2 separate regions of the Mus musculus genome follow, and region 2 is linked to region 1. The links are chromatin contacts, called in public promoter capture Hi-C maps. All regions are on one chromosome and are shown on one strand. Each heading gives the region's core, a stretch centred on a gene start, on an enhancer-like site or on the middle of the called end of the contact. The rest is flanking DNA. Distances are from core to core; before and after follow the strand shown.

Region 1 (4,398 bases), core at 1,139-3,638:
GCACGTCTCTCGAATTTCCAATGAGAAGCTAGGCTGCCAGGAGGGCAGGAGGCTCACATCTCCAGCCTGCAGGGTGTATTCTTTCCCCAGAGCCTCAGAGCTGGGAATCGAATCCTAATCACAAGGTAATTCTGGGGGATACTTGAGGACAGCTTTGCTGTCCCGACTTCTAGTTAGATGACTACCACAAGAGCTCCCACGGCGCACTTTGTCCACTGTAATAAGACAAGTCAGACGCCGTGGTGGTAGCTGCCTGCTTGCTTCTCATTTCCCATCCCTTGACATTAGTCACTGCATGTAGTCATCCCTTTATCTCCAGCACCCGCTCAGTGCCCTCAGTGTAGAAGGTGCTCACAGGGCCAGGGTGACGTGGCCACATACACTATCTCTTCTAGGACCAGGTGGCCTCTGCCACTCTCTGACAAGGGTGCAGGTGATGGGTGAGCCATGTTTACATCTGCTCCCACTGTTCCTTCTGGTTCCTGGCTGATGCGAATTCTGGCTTTGGAGTGGGGGTGGGGAGATATTTCATGACTATTTTAACCAACCGTTTTAAAAATTCTATTTTTATTGTGGAAAATTTCTAAATACACAGAGTAGTAATATTTTCTCACTCTACCCCTCCCCCTACCAAGAATCATTAGCTCATTGATAGCCCTATCTTACTTTTATGTCCATTCATTCTCCTCTGGTCCTATCTATCTATCTATCTATCTATCTATCTATCTATCTATCTATCTATCTATCTATCTATCTATCTGCCTGTCTATCATCACTTAGTTATTTACTTATTTAGTTGTGTGTGTATGGCATGTGTGCACGTAGGTGTGCAGATGCTGCAGTGGGTGGGTGTTGAGCACAGGAACATTCAGGAATTTTTTCTCACCTTTCATTGTGTGTGAGCAAGTCACCCTTTCCTCTGTCACACAGTGTACAACATGCTAGCTGACCCCACATCTTCTGGGCCATTCTTCTGTCCCTGGCTCCCATCTTGCTACAAGGGTTCTGGGATTACAGATGCAGGCTACCTAGTCCTGCTTTTTTATGTGGGTGCTGGATGCAAGATCATCAGGGTTGTGTGCAGCATTTGACCCATTGGAATTCCCCCCAGAGCCCTACCCCTGGGTTATTTTGAAGCCATTCCCACATGTAATATTTAATCTGCAAGCATTTCAGTATATCTCTTAGAAAGGTAAGGAGTCTTTATAAAGAAATGAATGCCATTACTATACATTAAAAAGTTTGATACTAGTTCCTAAATACATTCGAATATTCAAAAGTTCCTTGTTTATTTCAAAACTTTCCTTTTTTCCACTTTGTGTCACCATGCAAATTATTTACGTTTAGTTCAGATACGTTTTTATATGTGAATTTCTCTCCATATTTCTTGAAACTGGGGTCTTGTTTGCCTCTGATTTTAATTGTTTCCCTGTGGTGTTTTTTAGTGACATGTTCCTATGAATCTGTTTTTCTTGAAGTGGGCCTTTGGGTTTAGAATTGATCAGATTCCGACTTGATATTTTGGTGAGAGCTTCAACAGAAGAGTTGAGGTGTTCCATCCAAAGGCACATGGTATCTGCTGACCTCTTTCTGTGACGTAACACTATATCATTCCCAAGTTTAATGTCTGACATCTCTCTGTGTGCAGCTTCTCAAGGGACTGCTCACTGGGCAGACATGCTGTGTTCATGTGGAACATGTGTACAGGCACATGCTGTATTCATGTGGAACATGTATACAGGCACGTGCTGTGTTCATGGGGAACACGTATACAGGCACGTGCTGTGTTCATGGGGAACATGTATACAGGCATGGTCTGGTATCTAATCAGGCCCAGTGATTTTATTTATGGCTCTGGTTTTATTTGCAGAAGATTTTTTAGGAAGGAAAGCCTTGATGCCTGCAGAGAGGGGACATGGGAGATGGTATGCCCAAGGACCTATAAGAGCCTATAAGAGGTGCAGCTTGGCCCAGCAAACCCTTGTCTCTGCTGTCTGTCCCTTGTCCTGAGCCTGGGAGACTGAATTTTCCATAGATAAGTGGTACCTAAAAGAGCAAATGTCTTCTTTGAGTTCCCCTAGGTGGACTTTTGACCCTTCCAGTGATAGTTAGACTAACATTGCCTTTCGTCTGAACTCCCTTGGGTTTATAAGCTTTCATAACCCTTCCTTAGCGGAGGCTAACCTCCCATACCACCCCTCCGAGGCATAGCTGATTGGTTTTGCTTCTGGCAGATTTAAAGCTACATCCTCAAGAGAGGCAGGGAGGAGAGCTGCCGTTCTATGCTTTTTTTTTCTCCCAGGGAATGAAGGCTCAGGGAGGCTCTGGTGGAAGAAGCCTCCGGTGGTGGAGGAAGAAGATGGAAATAACTGGGTGGATGGCAGATAGGGAAGCAGCTGTACACCCCAAGGAAAACAGCAGACTGGCCTGGGTGACAGCAGCAGTCTCCAGCTGGCCGTGTTGACTCAGCTGCCTCTCTATGCGTCACGTGGGTCTCCTGCAGAAAAGCAAAACCTGTGTGGTCCTCTTTTTCCTCTTCATGCATGCCCTTGCTTCCATGTCTCCTCCTCCGTGAAGATTACCTGCATTTTGTGCCCCAGGCACATGTCCCAGAGCAGGTGCCTTTGTCTCTGCCTGGGGCAGTTCCCTTGTGATGCCCCACTGACATTTTGCAGGTACCCTACCTTTTCCCTCCACTGCCACAGAAGCTGGAGAGAAAAGAAAACCAGCCAATTCTCTTCCAGTCTCTTCCTCCGGTCCAGGTGTCCTGGCCACAGTGACAAAGTGAAAGAGGGCTGCTGAGAGATTCTAGGATGGCTTTTGCTTTCATGATAGACAATGGAGATATTGATACATTGGTTGTCCAGGAGGCGTGGGCCTGTGGGCAGCCATCTTGCAACTCAAAAGGCGAGACCAAGGGAAACCCAAGGCCCAGTCCTGACTTTGCTCAGCTACTGTGTATCTTAAGATTTTCTGTCTTGTGAAGAAAGTGACACTATTCCTAGAAAGGACTCCTCCTTATTAGACTTTCTGCCATTTGCTGTCAAAACTACCTGGAATCCAACAAGCTGGTGTGTGTCAAAGGTTTTGCCTTTCTCAGCCCCCAACCCCCCCAGGTTCCCACTCTTTTCTGTAATGAGTAATGGCATCACAATTCTGCATTTTCAGATCCTTGAAGCTATCTATGTCTGTATGGACATCTAAACAGTCTCCAATTCCTTCCTTTGCCATTGTATTCTCCTGTTTTCTTTTCAGGGCCTTACCCTCGGGTGCCTCATCATTTCCAGCCTCCAAGTTGGAAATGTTACATTGTCAGATCAGCTTTGTTTTAGAATTAACCAGATCTGGATTCTAATTCCATCAGCCCCATTCCCTAGCAGTGTGAGTCAAGCTATTAAGTTTCCTGAACCTCTGTTCTTGAATCTTTGAATAAAGCTACTGATACTTACAACAGACAGCTGTGCTGAGAATGGTTACCTCTAAATTGTGAAGGTGTAGCACAGGTGCCAGAAGTTGGGGGACCATACTGCATAGGTTTAGATATCCTGTTTGATTTGATTAAAGATATATATATATATATATACACATGTATGTATATATGTACATATGTATATGTGTATATGTATATTTGTGTATAAACATATATATATTTGCCAAGCTAATGAGTTCTGGTGGTTGCTGTTTAGTTGTTTTAAGAGACCACCATGTCTATAAAGAATGTAACTTTGCTTATTTGTTTACTTTCGCCTTTTGTTATTTTTCTTGCCTAACGTCACTAGCTAGACTTCTAGGACAAGGTTTAAGAAGAGAGTCGAGCCGGGCATGGTGGAGCATGCCTTTAATCCCAGCACTCAGGAGGCAGAGGCAGGTGGATTTCTGAGTTTGAGGCCAGCCTGGTCTACAGAGTGAGTTCCAGGACAGTCAGAGCTACACAGAGAAACCCTGTCTTGAAAAACCAAAAAAGAGTTGAAGGTGGACAAGCGTCTTTGAATTCTTCTTTTACAGGAAAGACTTATGTTTTGCCATGGGATTTTAAGAGTCTCTTCCCCTTCCCCACTTCCTTTCCTCTGCTTGCTTTTTTTTTTTTTTTTAAGATATTTTCTTTATATACATTTCAAATGCTATCCCGAAAGTTCCCTATACCCTCCCTCTGCCCTGCTCCCCTACCCACCCACTCCTGCTTCTTGGCCAAGGCATTCCCCTGTACTGGGGCATATAAAGTTTGCAATACCAAGGGGCCTCTCTTCCCAGTGATGGCCAACTAGGCCATCTTCTGTTACATATGCAGCTAGAGATATGAGCTCTGGGGGTACTGGTTAGTTCATATTGTTGTTCCACCTATAGGGTTGCAGACCCCTTCAGCTCCTTGGGTACTTTCTCTAGCTTCTCCATTGGGGG
Region 2 (4,247 bases), core at 33-2,532, 150 kb after region 1:
CCCATGGTTGAAGGCATCCACTGGTGGCCTTGGGATGGGAGCCCCATAGAGAATGGGGAGCTAATACAGTAAGCACAAGTCTTTGTGCTCTATGTCTCAGTAACTAAACAGTTGGCTAGCGGTGAAAGCAAGGGTCCTTGTCTCCTGTTCTCTGTAGTGTTCCCAGCTGCCTGGAACATTGACACTCAGTGATGAAAAGTCCAAACACACATCTGACATTCAGCTGACCTGGTCTTCCCTAGAGACTGTCTTGGTTCCTGTTCTCAAAGTCGCAGCCCCAGGGATTCACACTGGGGGAGCCACGGACCAGGTGCTCTGGGCTTGGAGAAAGGTCAGCCATGCTTCCTAAGTCCATGAAGTGTTGAGACAAAAGAGCACCGTCAGTCCCAAGAGAAGATTTCTAAGCAAAATAAACTGGCCCCTTATTAAGTAACAGGCATTCTTTCTTTTAGAAGCCTGCCAGGGGATCGTAAAAAGCACAAGAAAAAGAATGCAAAGGGTTAGAGGCAGGGGGATTTCTGAGTTCGAGGCCAGCCTGATCTACAAAGTGAGTTCGAGGACAGCCAGGGCTATCCAGAGAAACCCTGTCTGGAAAAAACAAAAAAAAAAAAAAAATGCAAAGGGTTAAGGAGGGTTGCAAAGCTTTCTGGGAAAGTAACAGCTCTCTTATGCCCTCTTTGAAACTGTGTAGAGCACAGGTTAGCTGAATGCCCAGAGTAGCATGCCAGGAAGAAGAAGGTAGATGATACTATAAGACAGAAGAGATTCAGAACTGGGAAGGTGTCAAGGGAATGACAATAATACTGAGTGATGTTTGGTGCTGTAAGCATGTCTGAGTGATGAGCTCAGAGACTGAGGAAATCTGCCATCTTAATGTTAGCATGCACACAAGCTGATTTAGTGCTTCCTAACTAAGAGGGAAAAAAAGGGGGGTGGGAGGAGCTAGTCATATCTTGGTTAGAAGGCTCTTTAGAGAAAGTACCATGACAACACTGTTAAAATGGACCAGATGGTTACTGGGTACCACGTGTCACCAGCTGCCCATTGCTACAGATGAAGTCTTTCTGCTGGTGTTTGTATGACACACATGAATCGGGAGCTGGCTCTTTTGATGCTGTTTAACATTTACGTGCATGTATGTGTGTCACTGTGATTACAAACCATAAATATACATGATACCACACAATCAGTAAAATTACCCACGTTTCATTGTGCAAGGGAGGAAGCTGCATTTATTGCCTGAGAGCGTTCACCTTTCATTCATTGTAAATGCCCCTCCTTTCTAGCCTGATGCTCAAAACCTTATCCCTCCCACACAACACAGACACTAATCACATACATCCCGGAGCCCCAAGTTTCAGAGCATGCCTGGACCAAAAGCCAGGGGAAGACAATCCAGGAGCGTCTAAATTAAGCCAGATGGTTTTTATTTGACAATGTAACAAAAGTGCTCTGGAGGGGTCACATAGCAGGCAGGTGTGCCCTATGAAAGGAAGGAGGCAAACAGCAGCCAGTCGGGCTTCTTTCATAGAGACAGGTTCCAGGAGCCGCTGAGCATTTCTTTTGGCTTTGAAAGAGGCTGATTCGGAGGCATTCACCTCAGAGGAGGTAGGCAGCAAGGTTACTGTGATCTGAGCCTGTAAACACTCAGCACTGCTTCTCAGGTGCCTGAGTGTACAGGGTGTGGAGAGGTAGGAACCCCTTCACTCCATCTCTACAAATGCATACCATGTAAATGAAGCAGCTGAGTGGAGCCCTGCCCTGGGCAGAGGAAACACACAGTCTCACCTAGGAAGCCCCTCCCTGAACCCCACATCTTTAGTTTAAACCCAGAGCCCCAGAGAGCATACTTCCTGGCTCTATAAATAAGAGCCTCAGATACCCAGGGTCTCTGTTCTTTCACATGTAAATAAAGGAACAAAGCTGACTTCTCAATCTTGTCTGATTTTATCTTGCAGAAATACCGACAGTATATGGCCGGACTTCTGGCTCCTCCCTATGGTGTTATGGAAACGGGCTCTAACAATGACAGTAAGTGAAATGTGAATGTTTTGTGTCTGAAGATTTGTTGTGTGCTATGTGTTTTCATGTAACAACAACAACAAAATGTTGTACACCAGCATGACAAAGGAGGCACCCTGACTCTGGTGTAAGAGTCCAGCAGCTCACACTGGAGCTAATACACACGTGGTCTGAGCTGTGGGGTATTCACTAGTAGCAAGTGCCGGCTCTGGTGCAGGCTGGGAATTCCACATACTGGACATCCACATGCTTGGAGCATTTCTGTGTCCTTTTCAAAATAGGTTCCTGAGCTGTGTTTGACTCGGCACATGTGGAGTCTGGAACCCAGGAACCCACCTCCAGTTCAGTTTAGCTCCATTGGCCTTAGAGAGAAGCTTAAGTCATTTGCTCTTGTTAAATGACCCCTACCAGTCTGAGGCTTTTGTTAGGTGCTAGGTGCTCTACCACACAGGAAGGTGATGGCCAGCTTAACTTTGGTACTCATGACACAAATGTAAGTGTAGCTAAGTGGTGTGTGGTAGACACCTTCGATGTAAGCCAGCAGAAAACCGAGCTCCTATGAGAGACCCACATCTGGCTGAGGTTTAAAAATAGTGGTAGGGTGAGTCGTGTGGTACTTTCTAAAAGGTTGATTTTATTTTGATGTATGTGTCTGTGCACATGCATGCAGGTTCCCTTAGTGGCCACAGAGGGCATCAGATTCCTTGAAGCAGTTGTGAGACATCTGACATGGGTGCTAGGAACTGTTCCAGTCCTCTGGCAAAACAGTACATGATCTTAACTATTGAGCCACCTCTTCAGTCCTCTTTCCTCCATCCCACCATCCCTCTTCCAGGTGCCTGTGAGTGTGCGTGGAGTATTTGAACTTGTGGCACTTGGATGGGCAGCTATGGGCGTGGCAGTGAGCGTCATCCCCTCTCCCTTTCTCCTCCAAGGTCACTATCATTCCTGACTTGTTAGTTTCTGCAGGGCTACCTCCTTGCTTGTCTTGAATCTTCAAGATTTCTCACTTCTACCCTACAGTTTTGATGCCACTGCCTTTCTCTATAGCCCCTCCCACCTCCCCACATCTGCCTCCCCAAAAAGGGAGTTGGAAAGAGGGAGGCCAGTCCTCCCTCCCTCCCTCCCTCCCTCCCTCCCTCCCTCCCTTCCTTCCTTCCTTCCTTCCTTCCTTCCTTCCTTCCTTCCTTCCTTCCTTCCTTCTTCCCTCTCTCCCTCCCTTCCTCCCTTCCTTCCTTCCTTCTTCCCTCCTCCCCTCCCTCCCTCCCTCCCTTTCTTCCTTCCTTCCTTCCTTTTTTCTCTCCTTCTCCTCAGTTCCCTTTCTTCTCCCTCTTGGCTAAGCTAGGAATAACCAGTTCTCTTAGGAATGCCCGAGTTTAAAAAAAAAATCAACCATGCTGTCTCCTAGCTATGACCACAGGCAAACCACTGATGTCTTGTGCCTCAGTTTCCTTATAGGGTTGTTGTATTAAATGAATCAAAATGTGTCACGAGTCTAAAAGAGTGCCAGGCACAAAATAATCTCACATAATGTATTAGCTATTATGTTCTCATCCATAGCCACTTACTTAGCCCCACGAAGTCTGGCTTCTGCCCAGGACTTTAAATGAATTCCTCCACAGTTAAAGTCACCAATAGACTTGGTGGCTCCCATTGCTCTTATTAATTTAATAACTTTCTGGCCCTGCTCTTCTCTCTGGAAACTGGGGGACTTGTCGTGTGGTCTTTGTTTTCTGGCATTATTCTCCACACTTGGAAGTCTGGACTCATTAACAGCCCCTTTACCATCTCCTAAAAGCTAAGGAGCCTGGACTTGGTGCTCTCTCTGCCTCTCTCCCTGTATCCCTCCCTCTCTTCACACTGTCTTCCTGCACACCTGAGACTAGCCTAACTTGCAGTCTTCCTGCCTCAGCCTCCTCAGTATCTAGGATTACGTGTATACATCCCCACACAGCTAGGAGGCCTTTTTGAAAACATAGGCTTTTCCATATGTATTCAGAACTTCAACTAGATAAAACAGCTGCCATCATTTCCCTTAAAAACATCCATCTAGCCAATATTCAGATTTCCCAAACTTAATATCTTTATTATAATTACTCAATTGGACCTAGTCAAGTGGCAGCCTTTTAAAAAATAATTATTATTTATTACATTTGCTCGTTCATTTGTTTATTCTGTGAATGTTTGCCTAAGTATACACCATACCATATGCATGGAAATCAGAG

Evidence for each region. Capture Hi-C pulls out chosen DNA fragments and counts their contacts.
Region 2: a contact with region 1 is called in a promoter capture Hi-C map of pancreatic islet. The contact joins two enhancer-like sites. A contact is called at or near these places in 5 of 39 promoter capture datasets (the C10 cell line, the HPC-7 cell line, hematopoietic stem and progenitor cells and 2 more) and 1 of 9 other capture datasets (pancreatic islet).

Annotation. Positions count from the first base shown.
Region 1 is chr2:71,986,328-71,990,725 of GRCm38.p6, forward strand. The region is part of intron 1 of Rapgef4 (Rap guanine nucleotide exchange factor (GEF) 4); the gene reads left to right. Among named protein-coding and RNA genes, the nearest start is that of Rapgef4, 7.3 kb to the left of the region's middle. Within about 2 kb of position 2,389, at least 19 of the 459 cell types and tissues checked have an H3K27ac peak or open chromatin away from gene starts, as enhancers often do. A contact at or near this core is called in pancreatic islet, where this site is marked.
Region 2 is chr2:72,135,284-72,139,530 of GRCm38.p6, forward strand. It overlaps Rapgef4 (Rap guanine nucleotide exchange factor (GEF) 4), which reads left to right. Exons shown (of 31, transcript NM_001204165.1): 5 at 1,959-2,031. Among named protein-coding and RNA genes, the nearest start is that of Gm29940, 82 kb to the left of the region's middle. Within about 2 kb of position 1,283, at least 33 of the 459 cell types and tissues checked have an H3K27ac peak or open chromatin away from gene starts, as enhancers often do. A contact at or near this core is called in pancreatic islet, where this site is marked.